2 separate regions of the Zea mays genome follow, and region 1 is linked to region 2. The links are chromatin contacts, called in public Hi-C maps. All regions are on one chromosome and are shown on one strand. Each heading gives the region's core, a stretch centred on a gene start, on an enhancer-like site or on the middle of the called end of the contact. The rest is flanking DNA. Distances are from core to core; before and after follow the strand shown.

The links. A called contact is a pair of places that touch in the nucleus more often than the background predicts.
Region 1: a contact with region 2 is called in a Hi-C map of endosperm, with 1.8 times the contacts expected there. The contact joins the promoter of LOC100281682 here to the promoter of LOC100384695 in region 2. A contact is called at or near these places in 2 of 25 Hi-C or Micro-C datasets (endosperm and leaf mesophyll).

Annotation. Positions count from the first base shown.
Region 1 is chr3:20,435,398-20,443,009 of Zm-B73-REFERENCE-NAM-5.0, forward strand. LOC100281682 reads left to right here and starts at 1,314. Exons shown (of 4, transcript NM_001368076.1): 1 at 1,314-2,094. The coding sequence starts at 1,401.
Region 2 is chr3:19,969,354-19,977,028 of Zm-B73-REFERENCE-NAM-5.0, forward strand. LOC100384695 (cytochrome P450 family 77 protein) reads left to right here and starts at 3,457. Exons shown (of 7, transcript NM_001177171.1): 1 at 3,457-4,016; 2 at 5,162-5,272; 3 at 5,360-5,576; 4 at 5,727-6,060; 5 at 6,209-6,270; 6 at 7,160-7,233; 7 at 7,507-7,675. The coding sequence starts at 3,489. The coding sequence ends at 7,512. It overlaps LOC103649802 (a long non-coding RNA gene), which reads left to right and starts at 1,069. Exons shown (of 3, transcript XR_563711.4): 1 at 1,069-1,492; 2 at 2,188-2,279; 3 at 2,377-2,689.

The DNA of each region.
Region 1 (7,612 bases), core at 64-2,563, 460 kb after region 2:
ACAAGCCGGATTGGAGGGGATTAGGTGCGTTTTAGCACATACGTACTAAGTCAAAATCCTTTATAATATCCATGAGACATGAGACATAAGAATAACCAAACAAGGTATAATCAGATACTAGATACTGACTCGCACTAGTACAAAAAGGCTCAAAGCCTGCGGGGACGATATATTTTTACAGGCGGTTTCGCTTCACCACCGACTGTGCTATTTCTAGTGGCGGTTCCTTAAGAAAACCGCCACTAGAAATCGTATTTCTACTGGCGGTTCCTTAAGAAAACCGCCAGTAGAAATCCATGATTTGTAGTGGCGGTTTTCTTAAGGAACCGCCACTAGAAATACGATTTCTAGTGGCGGTTTTCTTAAGGAACCGCCACTAGAAATCATTTTTATCCTTAATTTTTCGAGTTTTTCAAACGGCCTCGTATGACAAAACCACCAAAATAAAAGTTGTAGATCTCTAAAAGTTATGAAACTTTGTAGTTGACAACTTTTTTATTTGAACTCATTTCGGTTCTCAAAAATTGAATCTAAGTATGTCAAATTTAAAATTCAAATTTTGCAAACTACCTCGGATGAAAAAAGTGTCAAAATAAAAGTTGTAGAACTTCAAAAGTTATTTATCTTTATAGTTGACAACTTGTTTTTTTGAATTCGTTTAGGGTCTCAAATAAGCAATTTACACTCAAATGGTTGTAATATGTGGAGAAAACAACTACAAACTAGACACAAGACATGTCATAGGCGGAGTGGTAGGGGAGGGTACGCGCGAGGGTGAGGTCGCCGGTTCGAATACTAGCAACCGCGTAGCGCGCGAATTTTGCGCGAAAAATGCCGCGACTTGCGACTTCGACGGAGAAAATATGTAAACGATTTGCACTGACGGTTTTATTACGTCGACCGCCAGTGAAAATCGATTTTACCCGCCTGTACAAATGATGATTTCTACTGGCCCCTAGCACTGGCGGTTACGAAAAACGCCACTATAAATAGGTTTACAACCGCCACTATAGAACTTCTCTGTACTAGTGTCGTCGTCTTCTCCTGTAATCATGCATGTTCCTGTTTGCATTTCCATTAGCATTTCAGCAACCAAACGCCACATTGGGAGCGCGCATCCGCTATCACGTCAGTGTCAGTCGTCGCCGTGCTCCGTACGTCTGTTCATCGGCCACACGCCCACACCTCGGAAACTCCGTGTCCCGATGACGACGGCCAGAATGCTCCCAGTCAAAAGTTTTCGGGTCTACGTACATACACGACGCGCGGACTCACCTCCTCACCATTTTACCCAGCTAAGACCTGTGTGTATGTGAGAGCTAGGCCAGTGAGAGCGGCTCACGGCTCACCCACACTTCTGTTCGTCGTCAGCTAACGCCATAATAGCCGCGAAGCTTTCCATGGCTCTGGTCCCATCCTCGTTGCTGCTCTTCCTAGTCTCGTCGTCGGTGTGGGTGGCCTTATCCCTACCGTTGCCGGTGGCAGCAGCTCATGGCGGGCAAGCAGGAGGGCAGCGCTGCTCGCCGTTTCTATGCGGTAACGTGAGCATCGCCTTCCCGTTTGGGCTTATCCCGGATGGCGCCGCGCAGACCAGCTGCGGCGCCGGGTTTGGGTTCCAGGTTCGTTGCTATGACGCCATCCCGCACCTTGGATTTTCTCAAAGCGAGATCAACTTGAAGATCCTCAGCATCTTCTACCACAACCGCTCCTTGCTCCTCGCGGATAGACCATGGTTTACATATTTCAATCGGACTAGCACCAAAGGGTGCCGCATCCCGACGGCCAACACCTCGTCCCGGCTTGCCCCTCCGCTCTCGGTCAGCTCCGACAACCAGAACCTCATCTTCTACAACTGCACCAAGCCACCGTCGCCATTCGAGGGACTCGTGGCCACGACATGCCACGACAACACGTTTGTTCGTGCCGCCGATGGGCGGCGTTCCGACGAGTCAGGCGACTACGTTTTGGAAGGCTGCACCGCTACTAAGGTTCCGGTGCTTGGAGTGTCTGGCAAGGTGATCAACGCTAGCAACTACGACCAACTTGTCTGGGACGGCTTCCTCGCGACATGGCAGTTGCTGCCGACGCCGTCAGGTAACTTCACCCAATCTTGGAACTCAAAGTCTCACTCAGTATATAGTAGGGAAGCGAGTTAAAAAGTGTGTTATAGCTAAGTTATATAGTAGAAATATATCTCGGTGATCTATGGAATCAATTTCTATCTTTCATCAGGCCAAATCAGACGACTAGAAGAGAGGTATACGGTGAATTGGAGCAAATAAAATTACACTCTAGAATAATCCACTCTTTAGTGTTCTTTCGAGTGAAATAGTAAAATTCGAATGGAACTAGCAAAAAATAATAATAGGGTTGCACTCCCCAGCCTGGAGTAGAACATATATTGTGCATTTTTAAACCGGCAAGTAAAGGATTCCGTGGAAATAGTGGAACTGTTTCTTTGGCTGACAACAAGATTCCAATAGATATTCTTTTCCTATCACTAGCATATGCATATTCGTCCCTATCTAGAAGAAAGCCAGCGTAATTTGTTTAAGGAATGATTTGTGGCAGACACGTCTAAATTCATCCATATATCAGTAGTAATTGGGTTCGTAAAAGCCACTCCAGGCTGTTGTCGTCAACACACTTTCTTAGCTCTCGCCAACATTTTCAGGTTGAAAGTTGACACAAGTGGTCATAATTCATCTGGTGCATTCCGTTGACCACCTTTCCTTTTTGGAAAATAATAAAAAGGGTCTGCTAGTCCCTGTTGGGCATTAGAGGTTTGTGTGTACCGTCGTCGCCGTTCGCTAATACTAGTCCAGGTCTTGTCAAAAAGTGGGACGACGAGCTTGTTGGCCGACAGGAGTACAGGACTCAGGAGCGTGTCTTACCCGGAGGCCGGGGCCCGGGGCTGATTAGAGCGCGTGCATCGGGTCAGTGGCTCGCCTCGCCTATAGAAGTTCAAACGGGCGGCACGGCCCGGTCCGACCCAGGCCCGATTAAGGCCGGCCCGATTAAACCCGGCCCGACTAAGCCCGATTATTTATCCGTGCCGTGCCGGGCCGCCCAACGGGCTCAACCATCTGCACGAGCACGGCACGGATAAGGTACGATCGTGCCGGGTCGGCCCGATAAGCACGACCCATTTGCACAACCGGGCTAGCCCGAGCCCGCACACATATAAATCCCAGTTTTCAGGTCAACAAACACAACTGTCACCGGTTCCGTCGCCGCCAAGGTGGCGCGCACCGATCCCTCACGACCTACCAAAATACAGCAAGGTCATGACCATGAGTTCATCACAGAGAAGAGCAGAGCAGATCAGGCACAACCACATTAAGCAATGACAGGAGGTACCGGACGCAATAATCAAATAACAAGCATGTTCCAAGAAATAAATACCCAGATCAGGAGCATATGGTCCATGAAGAGCTAGATCCAGACATCTCACCTCAGTTAGTTAGGGTTAGGGACTTAGGGTTTACGACATGTTACCTGGGCCGGTCAGATACTCAGATCCAGGTCGATGTAGAGACGGGGAGGATAGGATTAGCCGGAGAACGAGCACCAGAACTCCAGAAGACCGAAGACGAGAGGTGGAGCACGGAGCACCAGACGAGCGGTGGAGCGCCAGACGAGCGGTGGTCGGTGGAGCACCAGACGAGTGGTGGTCGGTGGAGCGCCGCCGCGCCGGTGCGGTGGAGGCTTGGACCTTGGAGCGACTGAAGACGGAGGGCCGGTGCGCCGCCAGTTCGCGAGAGGAGACTGGAGAGGGGAGGAGGAGAGGAGAGCTGGAAAGCCGCCGCGCGAGTGAAAGTGAATGGACGCTAGGGTTTTCCGTTTCGGGCGATAGGAATTAGGGGCTGGCGGCTGGCTTATGGGCTGGGCGGCTGGCTGGCAGCTGGCTTCTGCTCACGCGTAGACGGACCGATTTCAAAGCCCGATTCCGTCGTGTCGTGCCCGGGCCAGCCCAACGGGCCGAAACCGCTGCCGAGCACGGCACGCGCTTCGTGCCGGGCTGGGCCCGGGCCCGTTTCCACTCGGGCCGGGCCGTGCCAGTCCCAGGCCGAATTAACGGGCTCCGTGCCGGGCTTTCGAGCCGTGGGCTTTCTGGCCATCTATAGCCTCGCCACTCTGTCGAGTGTCCGTCGGGCCCAGACAGCCAGCCAGTCAAAGGTTTCGGTCCACACAGGTCACAAGAGGACGCGCGGCCTCACCCATTACCCATTAGTCTAGTGCTGGGGATTGGGCCGGGGCCGGGCCAGTCCGGTCCAAGCCCGTCGTGCTTCGTGCTAAACGGGTTCGGGCTAGTAAAGCCCAAAAGATTTTTGGGCCGTGCCGTGCCAGCCCGAAGTATAAAAACAGTGGCCCAGCCCGGCCCTAAACCACGTCGTGCCTTCTTTGGGTCGTGCCGGCCCAAGCCCGACCCGTATATTTGACCACATAAAATCAAAATATTACAACCATATAAAGTTCATAGCTTACTAAATTAAAGATATTAAATAATTCTAGCATCATTTGACCACGTAAACTCCAAATATAACAACAATATAAGGTCGATATCTTACTAAATTCAAGAAATTAAGCAAATTGGGCTTAATTGGGCCGTGCCGGCCCAAGCCCGGCCCAACTATGCGTGCCGTGTCGGGGGCCCGACGGGTCGGAAATTGAGGCCCGGTCCAAGCCCGCCTTCGGGCCGTGCTAGCCCGGCCCATATTATTTCGTGCTAGGCCGTGCTTTGGGTTCCTATTTTCGGGCCGTGCTCGTGCTGGCCCGAAAAGCCCGGCCCATATTCCCAGCACTACATTAGTCAGTCAGCCACTCGCGCGCTCCTGATATTTCCTTCTCCCATCACCGCTTGTCCGCTTCTTTCTTCTAGCTGCTTGTGATGCCATGCTCCCTCCCCCATGACTGCGACGGCGACTCGGCCCGTGCCGTGGCTCTCCCTCGTCTCCTCGCTCTGGACGGCATGGGTGGCGTGGACGTTGCCTGTGGTGCTCGCGACGGCGGCGCCACCGGACCGGCAAGGAGCAGAGCCGGCCTGCTCCCCGACGCTATGCGGCGGCGTGAACATCTCCTTCCCGTTCTGGATCGTCGCCGACCACGCCACGGAGACCAGCTGTGGACTGATCGGGTTCCAGGTCATTTGCTCTAACAACACCACCCCCTACATCGGGTCCTACAAGACTCCGTACTCGTTCCGGATCCTCAACATCTTCTATAGCAACGCCTCCCTGCTCGTCGCCGACGTCCACAAGCTCGGCGACTTCGTCAATGTCAATGGCTCCACCTCCGCCTCCGCCTCCGCCCCCGCTCCTTCCAAGCCCTGCCACTCCCCGACGGGCAACAGCTCCTCCAAGCTCGGCCTCCCTTTCTCGATCAGCCCGGCCAACCAGAACATGGTCTTCTACGACTGCGTGGAGCCGCCGGCGCAGGCGGTGCGGCGGAGCCGCGGGCTCGTGGACACGGCGTGCGGGAACAGGACGCTGGTCGGCGTCGCCAGGCGCCCCGACGTGCCTGGCAGCTACTCCCTGGAGGGCTGCCACGCTACCGTCGTGCCGGTGCTTGTGAGGTCCGGTCAGGCGAACCCAGCGAACTACGAGGAGCTCATCCGTGACGGGTTCCTCTTGACATGGCAACTGCCGCTGTTGCCGCCGCCGTCACCGGCTGGTAAGTAAAGCTCGTAACTACAAATCTTCAGCTACTGTACTGTAGCATAGGTAGAATTGCATTCGATGGGCGAAAAAAGTGTCCAGCGGCTATAGGTACAGGAAGAGGACGGTGGCCGGTAGGCGTTTTAGGTTTAGCCGCCGCCAGTCCGCCGTCCGGGGTCGGCGGGTCGCCAGCACAGAAGTCAACGAGATAGACTACGACCGGTCAAAGTCTCGCCACCGTCCTTCCTGGCTTTCTCCCCTCATCATCATATCCGTCTTCCGGCCGCCTCGTCCTATTCCATTCCTTGTTCACTGTTCGGTCGGGCCAGGAGGTCCCTGGCCGCCGAACTACCGACTCCAAAACCCAAGCCACTCTCCATCCCCAATCCGCTATGCAACCGGCTCCTCCTCCTCCTACTGCTCGCTTCCTTCCTCCTCCCGCCGCCGGCGGCCAGCACGGCAGGCTGCTGGCCCAAGGAATGCGGGGGGGCTCAACATCACGTACCCGTTCTGGCTGGAGGAGCCCGGGCAGCCGCCGTGCGGGCCGCCGTCCTTCCGGCTCCGGTGCAGCAGCGGCGGCGGCTCGTTCCTGAGCATCTTCCCCGGCAACCGCTCCTTCCACGTTGTGGACCACAACCTCCCGCTCGCCACCGGCTGCCCGCCGCCGACGGTGAACGTCTCGCTCCTCTCGCCGGCCGGGACGTTTGCCTTCAGCCGAGCCAACAGGGAGCTGCTCTTCCTCGGGAAGTGCACGGCGTTCCCGCCGCCGGATTCGGCCGGGTTTCGCAGCCTGCCTTGCGACAACCGCTCCTTCGTCAGGGTAGGCGTCGGCCGGGATTTGTCGATCCCGCACGGCTGCCTCTTCACGGTAGTGCCGATCCTCCGGGTTCCCGAGGGAGGTGAGGAGGACGGCTACGTCGCGAGCATGGAGAACGGGTTTCTCGTGGAGTGGACAGCGGTGCCGGACGATTGCCCCAAGTGCATGGTACGGCTACGGCGACACGAAGTTCGCCTGTGATTGCTCCGGCGACAAGTGCGGTGAGTTCACGAAATTAGAAGTGCACAGCAATTTTCGCCCTTTCCTTGTCGCAAAATACAGAGGAAGCAAAACTAACACACACACATAAAGAAAAGGGGATCGAAAAAATCCAACCACAATTAACAATCAATAGAGGGTTGCTTAACTCCTACTCCTATACTCGTACTCCTCTGGTAGTCGATTATCTTGTTTACACATGTGTTGAGGTGGATTAGGGTGTAAATTAGTTTAATTTACACCTCAATCTATATCAACACATATGCATCGTGGTCAGTAACAGAGTATCCAAACTAACCTCATCGGTGGTTCTTTTTCTCGAACAAAACCGGTAGTCCATTTGTAATGCAATGCAAATATGCAAACCGCATCAACGGATTCAGTGATTCTAGTCTCCATTTGGGTGCCAGGTACCGTCCTGGCAATGGCATAAAGCCGATATCGAGAATACTTGAATAGTAACAGGCCGTCTTTGTAAATTCAGCGGATGTTTAAATGTACTAGAGCTAATAGTTAGTAGCTAAAATTAGTTGAAGACATCCAAACACCCTAGCTAATAGTCTAACTATTAACTATTTTTAGTAAATTAGTTAATAGTTAGCTAGTTATTTGTTAGTTAGCTAATTTTACTATAATTTTTTAGTCAACTAACTATTTACTCTAGTGCATTCAAACACTCTTATCGTGAATCGTGACCAATGCTGCATAGAATATTCTACGTCGATTGAAAAAAAAGTCTGCCCCTCTATGTGGCCAGCTGTTATAGACTCTTTTGTGGGCCGACAATATGCCAGGCGCCAGAATAATTATGCCCAGCCATTTGTTAGATGCCGGCCGGGTGTTAGAGAAGTTTTAGGAGGCTTATCCTCCCTGGAGCTTATCTCCTTAATAATCTCCTAAGTTGTTCCCTGGAGCTTAT
Region 2 (7,675 bases), core at 2,207-4,706:
TTCACGGGATAAGAGATAGAAATTGATTTTATAGATTTCAATGCTATTTTTCCGATGTACAACTTATAACACACTCTTCTATTTGCTTCATTATAATATAAATGTAGTATATAACTATCTCTTATATGATTTAGGATAATATACAAATATATGAACTTAACTAGTGTGGTCTAAATTTTAATTATTAAAATGGAATTTAATTCCAACGAAACAAATGAGGCCTGACCGTTTCTGCTTTTTTATGAATTTTTGACTTGGTCGGGATTCTAATCACTATATGTATTCCAAATGGGTTAAGGAAATTAGTCCGCGGTGGAGTTTAACAATGATCACGCGAAGTCCGCAACCGCGGCAGTTTTTTGTGTCATTGTCCGATGTCGCGGTCAACACACACGCCTTGAAAGAGATGAGGTCGAGGACGGCCGGCCAAGTTCGTCGGAGGCTGCGGATCAGGCTAACATGCCATTAGATACTTTAGTGCCTCCGCCGTGTTATTTTTGTTTGCTTTAAACGACCACCATTGACGATAAGGACACAATGCTTTGCAGACTAGAAAGACCAAGGAAACAGACAATGCGATTATGCGATGGAGGTCGGCACGGTGATGATAGCCAGTGCTGATCGCATGGTTGATGGCTAGCGCGCGGCGGGCTAACCACTTCGAATTAGTACTACTAGCTTAGTAGCTTGAGCTTGCCTGTTCGATTAATTTGAATCAACCAATGCTCAGCATACAAAAAACGATTCCGGTCCTAGACTCATACGACGAGGAGTGCATTCAGCTCAAAAGAACCAGGAGTGCGAGCTAGAAACTGTAGACTCTAGTTGATGCACTCAAGATGACATGATGGCTTGCGATCTTAATCATACGCTGTTGTCCCATCGGTGGCCGTTCATGAACTAATTAAGCTTAATAGATACATCTTATCGTTTAGTTCTTATCTGTTTAGTTCTTATCTATATGATTAGTTTGTAATTGAACTATATTTATATTTCTAACTAGCATTAAACATTGTATGTGACAGAGGCTAAATTGTAGTAGAGGGATGTCTCATGTCTGTTGCTTAGGCTTGGGAATGGGCCATATAAACTCATGGGCAGAAAGGGGCTCTAAACTCGCGGGCTAACAAATTTGAGCTTCTTTGGGTTCTCCACTGATTAGGGCAGAGTTGGATCAAGACACTCCACTAAAGGACCGACACATCATCAAACAAAGCCCAAATGTGCTACTGGATCGAACGAAAGGGCATAAGCCCGTGGATCATGTGAAAGGGCTACGTCTCAATCTCTCAGGCATCCGCACCGCCGTGCTGCTTACAGGGAGGTGGCGCTCGCTGGGAGGCGGCAGCGCGACGCTCGCAAGGAGGCAACGCGATACCTGTAGGCGGCCTCGTTGAGACGTTGTCCCTATCGTGGAGGTCTTCCTCTCGACCCAGCAGCCGTAGCCCAGCTGTAGCCCAACTCAGATCTCTGCTGTAACGTCATCCAATAGGTGCGGTTCTTTCTAGGAGGAAAGCTTCAGGTTAATCTCTCCATTTAAGCAGCTACCTGCCATCACCTGCTCTCGGTGCTACTTTAATTATTGTTTGAGTCTATTTTAGATTAATTTTAGTTTGAATGTTGATAGCTCTTACTCTTGGTGCTACTTTCATTACTGTTTCAGTCTGCTCGATATGTAAGATAATTAACTAGACTCTATTTCAACTATGTCCCAAGCTTTTAGTTTATGATGCACAAGAGCTTACAAATGCAGAAAGTATAATGCCTTTGCAGATCAGTTTTGGCTTTTGCTGTTCAGTGTAGGTTGTTTTTGTCCCCTGCCCAAGATATTATTGTATATTGTTTTCCTAATTTGGTTGAAATCAACTCAGTATAAGGACATACCATCATGTGCCAAATTAATTGATCGTAAATATTATAAAAAAATGTATCACTAAAAACTGATCGTAAATATATGGATAGCTAATTGTACATGTTCTAGAGTTAAATATTGTTATAAGCATGTTGTTGTGTGTGTATAAATTATAACCGATACAATTTCAATTGAATGATTTCAATTGGTAATTTTGCAGCCTAGGCCATGGAGGGGGTTTCATCAATTGACGAGGCTATCTCAACTGATGCTACTGCATTTGTGAATTCAGGCAAAACACTAACTCTGAATCAATTAACTCTGCATTTGTCCAGGCTAAGGAGTTCCTTGGTGCTTCCGGTGACAAGCGAAAGGAAGTCATCTGCAGTATGGAGGAGGCAGATAAGCTCAGTGGTTCTGCTGCAAGGTAAACTGCCTGTATATAAATATCCTTATGTTGTAAAGCACCATTTACAATGGCTATCCGGTGATTCTCTTTCTGTTGATTCTCTGCATTTGTCCAGGCTAAGGAGTTCCTTGGTGCTTCCGGTGATTCTCTTTCTGTTGTAAAGCAGCTATCCTGCGAGTGCCTCTACACATTGAGGAGTCCTGCCTTCACTCGTTGAGGAGTCTTGCCGAGCAACATTGTTAAGTTCAGTTATCTGAATTCAGTTGGATCATGGCTGTCGATAAACATTTTAGTATAATGGATATTGTAGTCCTCCTGCGAGCAGTTTCTCTTCGTGCATGGAGCGTCTTTGCTTGTGAGTTGATAAACATTTTAGTATAATGGAGGATACTAATTTCATGGTTGCACTTTGTGGTTGTTTTCTATCATTTGTTTGTGAGCCCATAGATTATACTAATTCATTAGCTTATGGTGGTGCTTGCTTGTATATGAAGGCCCTTGGATTGGCCCGTGGATTTTAAAAGGATCGAGGCGGATTAGGATGCCGGGGCATTAAAAAACGGATTGAATTGAGTTGTATCAAATCAATTTGGATTTAAGTAGGGCTGGGTTCACTTTTTAAACTTATAGGATTGAAGTGGGGTTGGGGCCGGATTGTGACCCATTACCAGGCTTACTGTTGCTACTTGGTGATGTGTCTTCCCGCTCTAGCTCTACCTCTACGGCGAACAACAGCTCGATCCAGACTGTTACAACTATAAATTATATAGATAAAATCTAGTACAGATTAAAGTAAATCGAACATACTGAGCCTAGGTGCCAGTGCCACCCAATCGGTGCCAATTGCCAACGTATCAGCGTCGTGGAATCTGGTGTCCACGCAGCGGCGACGTCCAGGCCCACATGTCGATCTCCACGCTACGCCGGTGTCGTCCCCCTCGACGGCATCGCCCACACTACAGTACCAGCGAGCAGGTGGGCACAAAGCGCGCAGCATTGAAAAGGAGAGCCATGCGCGCCAACAGTTCCGTGCCCACTTGGCGCTTTGCCAACGCTGCGGTAGCACGCGGGCCCCGTGCGCCAGTGGCAGCATCGTCAGTTAGTCTCGACCCACTGACAACTCGGGTCTCACGTTACGTTGCTATATCCACTATGTACTACTATATGCACTGTCAAGTGACAACTCGGGCCGCACGGTCTCCGCTCGGTTCTCCAGTCCAGTGGGCAATGGTGCCAATGGACCCCTCGATCTCCTCGTCCTCCTCGCCTCTCCGGCTCCCCGGAACCCCCACCAGCCCGGGCGCGAGCCCGAGGCCCACCCTCGTCGCGGCCGGCCGCCAGCCCGCCGCCGCGCCCAGCACCACCCGCCTCCGCGCCATCTCGCCGTCCCAGTCCCCGCCCACCCCGGCGTCCCCCGTGGAGCCGTTCGGCTTCGACGCGCTCAAGGGGACCTTCTCCGTGGACGTGGCGGCGGCCGACGCGCGCTCGCTCGACGTCCCGCTCGCCGCGCCCTTCACCATCGCGTCCTCCCGCCTCGTCGCGGTCTCCAACGTCGCCGTGCGCGTCGAGCTCCGCACCGGCGCTGTCGGGTGGGGGGAGGCGCCCGTGTTGCCCTCCGTCACGGCCGAGGACCAGCCGGCAGCGCTCGACGCCGCGGGACGGGCGTGCGCAGCGCTCGTCGGCGCCCCAGCGGCGCCCCTCGGCGCGGTGCTCCAGGACCTCGCCAGTGTGCTTCCGGGACACGCCTTCGCCTCGGTGAGGAATCCGCAGCTTCTCGCCCGACTCATCTAGTGAAATTTGGCCTCCGTTACCGTGGTGGATTGACAAGTGTTTGATCATTGATCGTCGGGAAAGATAGGGGCGTGATTCCAGTTAAGAAGTCTAGGTTGTTTGCAAATCTGAATTTGTGGGACTGTGACGTGGTGTGCTCGATGTTGATATGCAGTTTAATGTCTACGAACAATGTATATGGCTTTCGGGCGCTGAACTACTGAAGTGATTTGCTGGACCACCAGTTATTATACTCTTCCAGTCCATAGGCTTTTTCAATTTTCATGGTGTGTGTTTGGTTATATGCTAGATTAGAGGGCGCTTGATTTTGATTATATGGTCTTTCTAAGGATGTTTCTTTTTTATGGTGCATGTTTGTTTATTTTTTGATCTGTAAAGCCGTATGTAGGAGACTGCAAGGCTGAAACATTTTGTTTCCATTATCCAAAAAATAGGCCTTTTCAAGCCTACAACCGCTGACACAGTCATACAGTTTCCTTGTAGCAAATCCTCCATGTGGCCAGTTATTTTTCTTGGAAATTGATGAGATGCAGACATAAAGAACTTGCGAGCTAGAGGGATTTTACTCGAATTCACCCCAAAAATGAAGGGAAACTAGTATCTAAGGTTAGGCTCAGATCCTAAAACTATGGCTCCGGTACCACTGAGAGACCTCTATGACCTTAGCTTGCAACCTTAACCACTATAACTGTAGAACAAAGGGAGTGATACCTTCTGAATTTTGGGAAGACACCATAAGAGGGCCAGAGTTTGGTACTCGATGTCGGTGACGACACCGGTGACCTTTCCTTCACTAGCCGCGTAGAGATTAGATCAGATCTCATGCGAGTATACGCCGGACATTGGTTCATGTGCTAGCCCCTTATCTATTTATGTACGCGGTACAAAAGGGTGCTACAATCAGTAGGTTGTTGTGTCCCTGATCAGAATGCGAGTGTCGTATCTGAGTTGGCCCCTTTACCGAGTCGGATGAGATCAACACAACAGAACTGACATAGTTTTGCATATGATTTTATTTTCTTGATGGTCACTCAATTGTTTGTTTTTTGTTTAGACTTATTAATGATTAGTCCTATAGTTGCACTTGACTGTATCCTTTTCCATTTAAGGCCAGAGCAGGGGTGGAGATGGCGCTGATTGATGCTGTTGCTAATAGCATTGGCATACCTCTATGGAGATTATTTGGAGGAGCATCAGATAGTTTGACAACTGACATCACAGTACGATTACCTCACTGCACTGACTCCTGATTCCTGAAAGCTTTTAAATACCATAACCACATTTTTATCCTGATATTCCTTATTCAGATTCCAATTGTGACCCCAAATGAAGCTGCTCAATTGGCTGCAAAATATCATGGACAAGGGTTTCAAACTCTGAAGCTCAAGGTTGGGAAGAACTTGAATTCAGATATAGAAGTTCTGAAAGCTATACGACTTGTCCATCCAGATTGCTCATTTATTTTGGATGCAAATGAGGGATACACAGCAAAACAAGCAATTGAAGTTCTTGATAGACTAAATGGTCCGTACTCCTGCAAACTGTAAATTGCTAGAGTTCTCATTTTAAAGTTGTTTCAATATGTTGAACATGTTAGCTACCTGTCATCTGAACTGTACGCCCTTCTTCCCATGCTTGAAAGTTAACATGTTTCTTTCCTTTTATTGGTTTCAGAAATGGGAGTGACCCCTGTGCTCTTTGAACAACCAGTTCACAGAGATGATTGGGACGGTCTCCGAGATGTTACCTCTGTGGCCATGGAGAAATACAAAGTCGCTGTTGCTGCTGATGAAAGCTGTCGAAGTTTACTTGATGCTCAAAAAATAATAGATGGAAATCTTGCCCATGTTATTAATATCAAGCTGGCAAAGTTGGGGGTTCTTGGGGCCCTTGAAATAATTGATGCTGCAAGAAAAGCCAATATTGCTCTGATGATCGGTGGCATGGTTGAGACTAGGATCGCTATGGGCTTCGCTGGTCACTTAGCTGCTGGCCTTGGTTGCTTTAGGTCTGTTTGCTGTGAAAATTATCATTTTATCAGCAAGAGATACTGTCATCAGAATGCTGAAACCACAAGCTGTACAATGTTACCATGTTCGATGTCTTATACCTGTCAAATCAGCTGCTAAAGTTGTTTTCTAAACTTATGGATGCAGTTTCATTGACCTGGACACACCTCTTTTACTGTCTGAAGATCCTGTATATGGTGGCTATGAAGGTAATCTTACACAATATCGCCTACTACTGCTATAGCATATAGGTTCCCTTTTCCCCAAGATAATGTTTTAAATAAGTTGTCGATCCAATGATGCTTTCGGGTCAAAAAATGGTTTGGCAATGCTTTTGCTGCATGTTTTATTGTTGATGTGTTCTTCCCTGACTTGACTTGCTTGTTTTTTGAACGGATAAACCTAAAGACTACATAGTTGAACAATAAACCTAGACTAGACACCTACAGAATCTGGATTCGACACAGCAACACTTTAAACACTGCTTGTCAAATTATATAGCGATTTGCGTATAGGGAACATGCACTAAACTTGGCCGGGGAGGGAATGATTAAGCTCCCGGTATAATATTAAGAACATATCGAAACATTGGTCCCGACCGAGAAAATCTCCAAACTCTGGCCTCCTATCACGAAGACACTAACGGGCCGATGTCAATCGTCCACTCTGTAACGGTCCAACTGGAGGGTGGCGGCGTGGCGTACAAGACATCACAACCCAAGAGCGGATGAGACGCAGCGAGGGAATTTTTTAACTAAACCGAAAAATCCGTCCCTGAGGTGAATCGAACCTAGATCTTGGAGGTGCTACTCGAAAGCCTTAACCACTAGGCTAGAGTCTCTTTAGTGGAACATACACTAAACACTTAGACAGTGCCTATATATTACTATGGATAAAGCAGCAGAAAAATACAAGTGGGCCTGACTCAATTTTCTGAACCCAACCTTTTGTTATCTCAATTTCTCATGATAATACTACTTGACGTTGTGAAAAATTCGTTGCTATAATGCTTATACCTGGATATTTTCATCTTCAATATTGCTCTATTCTTATGTTGTTTAGAATATCTCCTTATGGCTTACACAATTCTCTCAGCAGCTTTCGGACCTCTGTACAAGTTTACAAATGCTCGTGGCCATGGCGGTTTCCTTCACTTGGACAATGAAGCCTCGGTACGTCAAAATCCATTCCCCCTGTTAGCATCTGACTTCCTGTAGAAATATTGTATTCCTCCCCTCATTACCATAGTTAATTTTACTTAACCGAAAAGGTAGCCAATGGCATACAGTAGATTCATATTTATTAATCGTGCAGTTACAATTTCTTATTGTACAGCTGCAAATAGTGCCATTTCTCATTCTCACTTTATCTAGTGGTCTCTTCCTTATTGGAATAAAACGTTCTAGGATTTATAAACCTATATGTTATTCTTTTTTTTTTGGCAGAAATGAAGATGAAATACAAGTGATAGAAGTGAGCTTCATCGAAGCATTGCTGTGCATTCCGTAATGCACTGTTCCACTGGACAATCATCACATAACCGGAATCACACAAGCGATCGCAAGCATATAGCCATATAGGACCATTTAGTCAGCCTGTAGATAGACATTCAGA